Linked DNA regions of Sus scrofa: regions 1 and 2 are each linked to region 3. The links are chromatin contacts, called in public Hi-C and HiChIP or PLAC-seq maps. All regions are on one chromosome and are shown on one strand. Each heading gives the region's core, a stretch centred on a gene start, on an enhancer-like site or on the middle of the called end of the contact. The rest is flanking DNA. Distances are from core to core; before and after follow the strand shown. Region 1 has its middle 43 kb from the start of ETS2. Region 2 has its middle 63 kb from the start of ETS2. Region 3 has its middle 41 kb from the start of PSMG1.

Evidence for each region. Hi-C and Micro-C count contacts between places; a contact is called where the count stands out from the background. HiChIP or PLAC-seq counts read pairs in DNA pulled down with a chosen protein or histone mark.
Region 1: a Hi-C map of embryonic fibroblasts shows a contact between it and region 3, with 3 times the contacts expected there. The contact joins two enhancer-like sites. A contact is called at or near these places in 1 of 47 Hi-C or Micro-C datasets (embryonic fibroblasts) and 1 of 2 datasets of contacts at active chromatin or transcription factors (alveolar macrophages).
Region 2: an H3K27ac HiChIP or PLAC-seq map of alveolar macrophages shows a contact between it and region 3. The contact joins two enhancer-like sites. A contact is called at or near these places in 1 of 47 Hi-C or Micro-C datasets (epiblast stem cells) and 1 of 2 datasets of contacts at active chromatin or transcription factors (alveolar macrophages).

The regions. Positions count from the first base shown.
Region 1 is chr13:202,419,445-202,422,827 of Sscrofa11.1, forward strand. No RefSeq gene overlaps it. Among named protein-coding and RNA genes, the nearest start is that of ETS2, 43 kb to the right of the region's middle. Within about 2 kb of position 1,512, at least 16 of the 83 cell types and tissues checked have an H3K27ac peak or open chromatin away from gene starts, as enhancers often do. A contact at or near this core is called in embryonic fibroblasts, where this site is marked.
Region 2 is chr13:202,399,902-202,403,469 of Sscrofa11.1, forward strand. No RefSeq gene overlaps it. Among named protein-coding and RNA genes, the nearest start is that of ETS2, 63 kb to the right of the region's middle. Within about 2 kb of position 1,265, at least 1 of the 83 cell types and tissues checked has an H3K27ac peak or open chromatin away from gene starts, as enhancers often do. A contact at or near this core is called in alveolar macrophages, where this site is marked.
Region 3 is chr13:202,733,252-202,736,745 of Sscrofa11.1, forward strand. No RefSeq gene overlaps it. Among named protein-coding and RNA genes, the nearest start is that of PSMG1, 41 kb to the right of the region's middle. Within about 2 kb of position 2,125, at least 24 of the 83 cell types and tissues checked have an H3K27ac peak or open chromatin away from gene starts, as enhancers often do. A contact at or near this core is called in alveolar macrophages and embryonic fibroblasts, where this site is marked.

The sequences.
Region 1 (3,383 bases), core at 262-2,761, 310 kb before region 3:
TCATTTTTTAAAGTTTTATTTTCAAGATGCTGTCCTGTTGTCGCCTTCCTCCCACTGGTTCTATGACATGGTTCCCACCTTACTTAAGTTTACTTTAAGTGGCTTGATTCAGGAGACAGTATTTTCCAAGAGAAAAAGGCCCTTGTCTGTATACACGTACATGTGCCATTTCAAGGAATAAGGAAAACGTGGCTTCACAAATTACCTTCTATCGGTAAGACCTCGCTTTGGGAGTTCCCGTTGTGGCGTTGTGGCGCAGCACAAACAAATCCGACTAGGAACCATGAGGTTGTGGGTTGGATCCCTGGCCTTGCTTAGTGGGTCAAGGATCTGGCGTTGCCTTATGCTTTGGTGTAGGTAGCAGATGTGGCTCGGATCTGGCGTTGCTGTGGCTGTGGCTGTGGCTGGCAGCTATAGCTCTGATTCGACCCCTAGCCTGGGAACCTCCATATGCGGAGACTGTAGCCCTAAAAAGAAAAAAAAAAAGAAAAAAAAAAAAAAAAAAAACGAAAAAAAGATCTGGCTTTGGGCACAAATCCCAGACCAACACGTGTTGAATAGAACTGAATCTGCTGTGTGCGAAAGGCAGTACAGACCTGCTGGGGGCCCTGAAAGCAGAGAACTCTCCCACCTGGAGTCAGTGGGACCCGAGGAGAGTGGACTCAAAGAGTCTGCTGTGCATAAGAAATCGCACTACGAGCCCATGGCTTTCCAAGGTCGACGAGTCTCGTTTCACCCTCGTTTCTCTCCTCCTCCAGCTCTCCATCAGGGTCTGCTCGCTGGCAAGAGTGTACTCTGTAATGCCACCTTCAGCTTTCCCTACCCACTTCCACCGTGGTGGGTGCCAAGGCAGTGGTTGAATAAACATCACCCGGAGTACAGCTCCCAGCCTCCAGCCTGGGGGCTGGTCTCTGTTTGGATGAGTAATCCCATCACTGGTCTTCTAAGCAAGCCAGGTCCTCCAAGAGCACTGTTTTCCAGGCTTCATAGGATGAAAATGACTCATCATTCCACCCATCACTACAGGACTGAGTCACGTGTTATAAAAGCCAAAAGGATGTGTGTTGCGTACACAGAAACCTAAGGTTTTCGAATTTCCAAGATTTATGTATTTCCGCTTTTTAGGGCCGCATGTGTGGCATATGGAAGTTCTCAGGCTAGGGGTTGAATAGGAGCTGTAGCTGCCAGCCCATGCCACAGCCACAGCAATGCAGGGTCTGAGCCACATCTGTAACCCACCCCCAAAGCCATGCCGGATCCTTAACCCACTGAGCGAGGCCAGGGATTGAACATGCCTCCTCATGGATACTAGTGGAGTTTTTTCTACTGCTGAGCCTCGAAGAGAACTCCGCACATTTCTAAGATTTAAATCGACTGGGGGGAGGAGGGGAAGAGAGATGAATGCCACATTTTTTCCAAGTGAATTTTATTAGAAACCCACAGCGTGCAACATCTGTGTGAATCAGTCTCCAAGGACTCCGGGTAAACGGTTGTTGATATAAATAGATGTGCTTTTAAGCCAAGACAGATGTCCCAGAGCAAAATGTTAAGAAAACACATAAAACAGTTAAGTTCAAAGACATCTTGGCGTCCATTCCCCCCTGCGCACCCCCCCATGGGTGAATTTTCACTGGGATATGACAGGGAGGGGGTGGAAGAGAGGATATTTTGTTTTGTTTCCCAACACAATGACAGTTGTGCCCCGGAGCAGCCCCCCCGCCCCCCCCCCAGTTGAGAAAGAGCATCCACTGGCTTTTGTTGTGATATATTCTCTTACTCACACACTCTCATGGTATTCATTGATTTATCCAAAGAACATTCCAGAAGACTTCTGTACTCAGACTGCCTCGGAATATGATTTCAGGGAGCACTAAGGGGGAGGCGTTGGGAAATAAGTCACTGGCATTTGGGGGTCGGTTGTGCTGACGTCAGTGGGAGAAGCAGCTAGAAGTCAGCAAGATTCTGGAGTGAGAGGAGCCAGTGGACTGCGGTCCTCACCGGCAACCAGCCTGTGTCTCATTTTCTAGGTTCAAGAACCCGAGATGGGAAAGTTGCTGAACGGGAGTTCCCGATGTGGCGCCTTGGATTAATAAAACAACAAAAGATAAAACCCAAAACATAGGAGAAAAAGAAAAGACTCCAACTGCAGCAGCTCAGTTTGCTGTGGCGGTGCGGGTTTGATCCCCCACCTGGCGCAGTGGGTTAAAGGATCCAGCTTTGCTGCAGCTGCAGCCTAGGTCACAGCTGGTGCTGGGATTCAGTCCCTGGCCTGGGAACTTCCATATGCCATAGGTGTGGCCATTAAAAAAAAAATGTTGCTAGACGAATATGCTTTGCGGGGTGTCGGGCGGGGGCGGGGGAAGGCAAAACACTCTCAGTGAGATTATTAAGAAAACTAGAGCCAGACAGAAAGGTCATTTATAAATAGAGCAATCCACATTTTTTTGCATGTCAGGCACTGTGCTAGGAGGCATTTTCACATGCATTCCCTTGCCGAATGTGAGTGATGCTGTGCAAAACTTAAAACTAATTTGAAGAGACGAAGACAAGTATGGATTTTGACCACACTACCCTTGATATGGTAAAAAAATTCTACCAGCCACTGCAAAGCAGGTCCCCTTCCTTCCAGGAGGACGGCAAAGATCATGGTCCTTGCAGGGAAATTTCCCCAGAAGGAAAGTAGCTGCTTTGGAGAGGGCTGAGGGCGGGGGCAGGGGTTCCGGAGCTGGGGAATGGCACAGGCTGGAAAGCCACCCAGGGCTGGTCTTGGGCAATCCCCTCCCTGTCCAGCCAATGCACACGGGAGCGAGGGCTGGTGCCCTTGGCCTCAAGGGTATGGCAGGCTTGCTGACCCCCCCCACAGGTGTGCACACACATGCTGGCTGAGGCTGAAGGTAGAAAAACCCCACTTTCCTTTCTTTTTTTCGTGAAGCCAAATGACTTGGAATGTGGTTCTATCTCAAACCATATGGAGTTCCTGTTGTGGCTCAGAGAGTTAAGAACTTGACTAGTATCCATGAGGATGGGAGTTCAATCCCTGGCCTCGCTCAGTGGGTTAAGGATCTGGCATTGCTGTGAGCTGTAGTGTGGATCACAAAAGAGGCATGGATCTGGCGTTGCTGTGGCTGTGGTTCAGGCCGGCAGCTGCAACTCTGATTCAACCCCGAGCCTGGGAACTTCCATATGCTGCAGGTGTGGCCCTAAAATGACCAAAAAAAAAAAAAAAAAAAAAAAAGAAAGAAAGAAAGAAAGAGGGAGGGAAGGAGGAAGGAAGGGAGGAAGTCAAAGCAAAATCCCCAATTGCAAATCACTGTAGGATGCCTCTTACCTTATCATTTACAGGAAATCACCACTGGACTGGATGCCTGGTCTGTACACGCTCT
Region 2 (3,568 bases), core at 15-2,514, 330 kb before region 3:
TTTCCCATCTTATATTCCTTTATTAAACCCAACTTGGTCATCATGTACTATCTTATTTTTATATTATTGAATTTGACTCGTTAAGATTTGGTTTTGGATTTTTGCATCTATATTGCAGTCATGAGGTTGGCCTGTAATTTTTCTTTCCTGTAATGTCTTTGTCAGGTTTTCTGCTCTTGTGAATGGTTGAGAAATGGTTTTGTTTTTTTCTACTTTTTGGAAGAGTTTTTGTAATTTTAGGGATATTCCTTTCTTAAATATTTTTTAGATTCCAGTGAAGCCCTTTGATCCTAAGGATTTGTATGTGTGTGTGTGTTTGGTGGAGCAGGGGATAGGTAGCCAGCATTAAATTCTGGATTCAATTATTTTAATAGTTGTTAGACTATTTGACGTTTCTTCTTTTACTTTTATTTTTTTTAATTTTTTTGTCTTTTTTTTAGGGCCGCACCTGTGGCATATGGAAGTTCCCAGGTTAGGGGTCGAATCAGAGCTATAGCCGCCAGCCTACACCACAGCCACAGCCTACGCCACATCTGCAACCTATGCCACAGCTGCAAACTACACCACAGCTCACAGCAACGCCGGACCCTAAACCCACTGAGCAAGGCCAGGGATCGAACCCACGCCCTCATGGATACTAGTTGGATTCATTACCACTGAGCCATGACAGGACCTCCTTTTCTTATTTTAAATGCTATTTTGGTAGATTGTATTTTCCAGGGATTTGTCATTTTTTTTTTTCTTTTTAGAGGCCCCCACCTGAAGCATATGGAAGTTCCGAGGCTAGAGTTCAAATAGGAGCTGCAGCTGCCAGCCCACCCCACAACCACAGCAGCTCGGGACCCGAGCCACATCTGCAACTTACACCACAGCTCGCAGCAACGCCACATCCTTAACCCACTGAGTGAGACCAGGGATCAAACCCACATCCTCATGGATACTAGTCGGATTCTTAACCTTCTGAGCCACAATGGGAACTCTGAATTTGTCTATATTATTACCTTAATTTTTAAATTTTTTGCAGGAAAGTTAGCCATTATATCCATTTACTATACTGTACATTGTAGTGCTAATGCCTTTCTAATTCTTAGAACTGGTATTTTCTCTTCTGCATTTTCTTTCCCCTTAATCTGTCTTGCCAGAGATTTATCAATTTCATAATTTTTTCTAAAGAACTTTGACTTTGTTAATTTATTCTATTAAGTGTTTATTATACAGACATGTGACTCATTCCTTCTTAATTTTAGTACTTCCTTTCCTCTCTTGCCAAACCCTGGCTTCCATAATTTCATCCCCATGAGGCTCAGCCTCTCTGCCTTTCTGATGCCATTGCAAGAATCAGAAAAAAAAAAAAAAAAGGCAGCCTGAGACCCAGGCTACCATCTTGGGATTTCATCCTCCCCTGCACCCCAGCCTGGTAAGCCCTGACTATTTTGTTGGCTTTTTGATGCTCTCAAGAAGATTTTTTAAAAATTGCTTTCAGGATTTCTTGCTATCTGGAATTAAACTAGCCAAGCATTACGACATACTATTAGTCTTCTAAACTTAACCCCATGCGTGTGTGTTGGGGGGGGGACTGCTTGTTTTAGTGGCACAATAATGTGTTGATGATAGACTCTATGTTCTGAAGAGTTACGTACATTTTCCTGTGCATCAACTTGAGGATAAGCAGCTACGATAACTGTAAAATTGTGTTGTTGGATTGAGATGGACCCTTACAGGCCCTGCTTTCTAAGGGACTCACAGGAAGTCTTTGCTAGTGAGATTATGAGACTAACATTGATCCAACCCAGATTCTGCTTTTTCCAGGTTATAGAGATCTTTTTTCCCCACTATCTTTGGCTTTTTTTTTTTTTTTTTTGGCTTTCCCTAGATCCTTCTGGTCCTATGCTTTTCTGCATGGTATTGCTTACCTTTCTACTTAAAGGTTTACAGATTTGTCTAGATTATGCTAATGTAATTGCTCATAATTCACTCCAAAGACTTTATTAATTGATATTCGTGAAAGTTTGCTCTTTTCCATACAGGCTTAGAGTAAGAGAAAGGGCTTGTCTTTGGATAGAGAAATCCTGAGCCTAGTCTTTGTTAGAATTCAATAGCAAGAGGAAGGTTCTCCAATCCACGCTTTTGGCTTAAAAAAGACACTTCTGAGTTGGGAGCTAGTCTGAAAATGGGTTTCCCCAAGTGTCCAGAAACATGAGCATTCTGCAACGTTCCCCTACCTCCTGCCCATCTTCTGCCACTCTGTTCCTTAGGATCTGATCTTTAACCCTTTTATCCGTATTTACAGGCGTTATGCTGCTTTCCCTACAGCTCGTATTACTGTCAGGTGGCGCTTTCATGGTATCTTTCTTTCTTTTTTTTTAATTGTATAAAATAATTTGTTTTCATTAGCTCAACGTTCAAAGATGCAAAGACTATTACATGAATAAAGTTATTGATTTTTTCCAGTAACCTCAAACATAATATCTTTTTTAAATATTTGGGTAATCTACAAAGAGATGGGACGAGAGGCCTGTAGAAAACATAGGCAGATAAAAGTCCTATAGTATTACATGAGAAAAAGAATCGCGCTAGAAAAAAGCGAAATCAAGTTTCTCTCTTGACCTTAAACTATGAGCTGGGATATATTGTTCCAACAGACCTGAGTAAATTTTTATTTATTTATTTATTTATTTATTTATTATTTTTTGGTGTATTTGTTTGTTTTTCTGCTGTACAGCATGGGGACCAAGTTACACATACATGTATACATACTTTTTCCTCCCATTGTTTTGTTGTGATCTAAGTGTCTAGACATAGTTCTCAATGCTACACAGCAGGATCTCATTGTAAATCCATTCCAAGAGCAATAGTTTGCATCTGTTACCCCCAAGTTCCCTATCCCTCCCACTCCCTCCCTCTCCCCTCAGGCAGCCACAAGTCTATTCTCCAAGTCTATGATTTTCTTTTCTGTGAAAAGGTTCATTTGTGCTGTATATTAGATTCCAGTTTTTTGTCTTTCTCTTTCTGACTTATTTCACTCAGTATGAGAGTCTCTAGATCCATCCATGTTGCTGCAAATGGCATTATGTCATTCTTTTTATGGCTGAATAGTATTCCATTGTGTATATATACCACATCTTCCTAATCCACTCATCTGTCAATGGACATTTGGGTTGTTTCCATGTCTTGGCTATTGTGAATGGTGCTGCAATGAACATGCAGGTGCATGTGACTTTTTTAAGGAAAGTTTTGTCTGGATATATGCCCAAGAGTGGGATTACTGGGTCATATTGCCCAAGAGTAGTTCTATGTATAAGGGTCATATTGCCCAAGAGTAGTCATGGGTCATATTGCCCAAGAGTAGTTCTATGTATAAGTAGTTCTAAGGTACCTCCATACTGTTCTCCATAGTGGCTGTACCAGCTTACATTCATGGTATCTTTCTTAATTATGGGATAATATCTCCCTCCATGAATGTTCCGACAAGTTCATGAACTCTCAAGAAGCCCAAGTTCCGAGAGTTCCCACAGAATAATGACAGGTTCCACAAGCCACAGAAATCTTCTCATTCTTTCATCATCAT
Region 3 (3,494 bases), core at 875-3,374:
ACTGGCCATGTCTCTGGGTCCTGCCACCCACCGCCACACACTAGCAGGGCAGGGAAGGAACATGACGGGGGGCGAGGGGGGGTGCACAATGATGCCAAGGGCATCTTATTGTATTTTATTTTCTATTTTTATTTTTAGGGCTGCACCCACGGCACATAGAAGTTCCCAGGCTAGGCGTGGAATCAGAGCTGTAGCCGCCGGCAGACACCACAGACACAGCAACGCCAGATCCCAGCCGTGTCTGCGACCTACACCACAGCTCACGGAAATACCGGATCCTTAACCCACTGAGCAAAGGCCAGGGATCAAATCCTCCTCCTCATAGATCCTAGTCGGGTTGGTAACCTGCCGAGCCACAACTCCCCACCATCCCCCGGTTTAAAGAAGCCACTGAGGGCATCTTTAAAGAAGAGTCACTCTGGAGCAGAGGCACTCAGACCCAAGCCCCTCTCCCAGCTCGGCAGACCCTCCCCCAGAAGCGGTTCACCCCTTGCTTTGATGCCAGCACTGGGTTTGAAGGGCAGGGGAGAGCCTCAGATCCCATATCATCAGTACTATACTCAAAAGTCACACCCCAAGAGGCCACCAGGGGCCACTGGTCCCGCTGGAGGAGGTCTGGGGTGCAAGCCCCACCCCAGCCCTGGCACAGGTCTCACTGTGGATGCAAAGAACCATCTTTGAACACGCTCAGGTATTCCAATTTAAGGAAACAGAGCCAACTCGTTTCTGGCACATGGAGCACACGTGGACATTTCTCCGTGCACCCCAGCCCATCTGCCAAAATTAAAGTCATCAGAGAACTAGAAGACTCGCCCACACGCACAGCCAAAGTGGCGCTGAACATCTAAGAAAGACACGGAGGGTTCAGCCAGCATCCCTCAGTCTCACCGTCAAGAAGAAAGGGAGCTTATTTTCCACCCTAACTGGTAATGATTGCTTTCCCCAAAATTACCCCCCAAAAAGGAACCAGACCTCTCTCACATACACCTGCACATGCACACGCTCAGATCTGTGTTCCAGGAGAGCGCGTCCAGCTGGAGGCAGCCGGGCACCCGCAGCTGGGAGTCTAGACCCAGGCTGGTCGGGGTGGCCCGCGCAGGTCCCAGCACCTGCCCGCCTGGGAAACGACTGAGGCGGGAAAAGGTGAAACTGCAGACTCCAATTTAAGAAATCTGACCTTTTGTCCCTCAAATAATTGGGGAGCAAGATATGACTTTTTTCCTGAGTATATTTATGGTATTTTTCCATTTGAGAAAGCATCCGCCAAGGCAAAAGGAACAATGCTAAGAAGCGCGATTTCCATTTTCAAAGGGAAGGGGAGGCCCTTTTGGAGGGACCACGCCCACATCTGTAAATAGCCAACCTTGGAAGGAACTCGAAGGAAAGCAACGTGTGTGCCTATGTGTGGGGGGAACCTCAGCGGCTAGAGCCTCCCCACCCCTCGTGGCGGCAGGAAACCATCCGCCGGGTGAGGGCTGCAGACCCAGCGGGCGCCCAGGCGGCAAGAGATGCTCCTGGGGTTCCAGGCAAGACCCCCGCGGGCGCACAGACACACACGTTACATACCTTTGTTTCACTGTGTTTATTTCCACTGCAGAAGAGGGACAAGCAGAGGCTGGGGACAGAGTGGAAGGGACGCTTGCTTTACTCTGAGTCTCTTTGTGCCTTTTGAGTTTTGAACTTGAAGTCATTTGCGTACCTGTGTCCTTCGGGGGAACTGTCTCCTAAGAGATTCTGGCACCACTTCCTGACCCAGCAAGAACCCACTCTCCTTCTGGAATACGGGATGCCCTCCCCTTCCCCCCAACCCCAGCACCCCCCACACACACACACACACACAGCACACACAACACAGCATACACACCCTCCCCAACACCCACGGCACACACACACACACACACACACCACACGCACCCCACGCACACACCCTACACACACACAGGAAACACACACACACAGACACGTGTGCGTGCACACCTCCCACAGCATCTCTGAACCCAGGTGCCAGGCAGGGCTCAGCTTGCAAAGCAGGTCAAAGTCGGGTCGGGATGCTGCCTTGGACCCTATAGAAAGGGCCTTGACATCTAAACCTCCGGGATTCAGCGCCATCTAGAGGCTTTCTGCTGCACTGTTTCCCAGCTTGGCGACAGAAAGGCGACCCCAGCTCCTGGCATCGTGAAGGGTGGGGGCCTGAGAAGCCCAAGAAAGGCGCCACGTTGCTGAGGACTCGGGCTGGGGCCGGCCCTGGGGTTTTGTGGTTCCACCCTTCTATGTATTCCACTCCCTCTTCTCACATACACACACACACGCGCGCGCGCGCGCGTATTTAATTTTTTTCCAATTAAGTAAAACATTCGGAAAAATGCCAAAGGTCCTTAGTCATCAAAAAATGTAACCCAGGACTTCCCATTGTGGCTCAGCAGGTTACAAACCCAACTAGTTTCCACGAGGATGCAGGTTCAATCGCTGGCCTCCCTCAGTCAGTTAAAGATCCAGCGTTGCCTTGAGGTTGCAGACGTGGCTTGGATCCTGCGTTGCTGTGGCTGTGGTGTAGGCTGGCAGCTGCAGCTCTGATTCCCCCACTAGCCTGGGTACTTCCATATACCGTGGGTGCAGCCCTAAAAAAAAAGACAAAGAAAAGAAGAAAGAAAGAGAAAGTGCAACCTAAAATCCCACACAGCTGCCCAAATGCCCATGTGAGGAATACCAAGCATTGGTGAGGCTGTGGACCCCTGCAGTGGGCACAAACTGGTTCACGACTGGGAGAAACGGGCGCTCATCTATGGCAGCTGAGCACAGGCAACACTCGGCACCTCAGTCCGACCCCCAGTGTACACCCAACACAAACGTGGGTACACGGACCCGCTGCCCCCCACCCAGGTGGATGAAATAAGGGCCCAGAGGACCTCAGCCCCCTCACCGGGCCGTCTCCCCGTGCGGGAAAGTCCAGGTGCAGTGGTGTCACGGGTGTGGCCGGCCCCTCCATCTGCCCTCTCTCCAACCTCTCTCTAGTAGCAGGTCTCCACCAGGGATGGCTTGGCCCCCAGGGACACTGGGCAATGTCTGGAGACATTCTCCGTTGTCCCCAGGCACACTGGGGAGGAGGTGCCTGCTGGCATCTAGAAGCCCGGGCCAGGAACGCTGGCCAAGGCGCCGTCATCCCCTACCCCCCACCCCCACCCAGAAGGCTCATGGGCCAAAACGTCAATAGATGAGGTTGAAAAATACTGCCTTAAATGCCCAAGTGTGGAGCCTGCCTTTAAAGAAATGGACGTTCTAGGAGTTCCCACTGAGGTGCAGAGGCTTAAGAAGGCAACTGCAGGGGCCTGGGTCATGGCAAAGGCGCAGGTTCTACTCCCCGGCCCGGGGCAGTGGGTTAAAAGGATCCGGCATTGATGCAGCTGTGGCTTGGAGCCAATCCCTGGCCAAAGACTTTCTATATGCCTCGGGTGCAGCCGTGAAAATATTGAAAAATAATGAACGAGAAATGGACG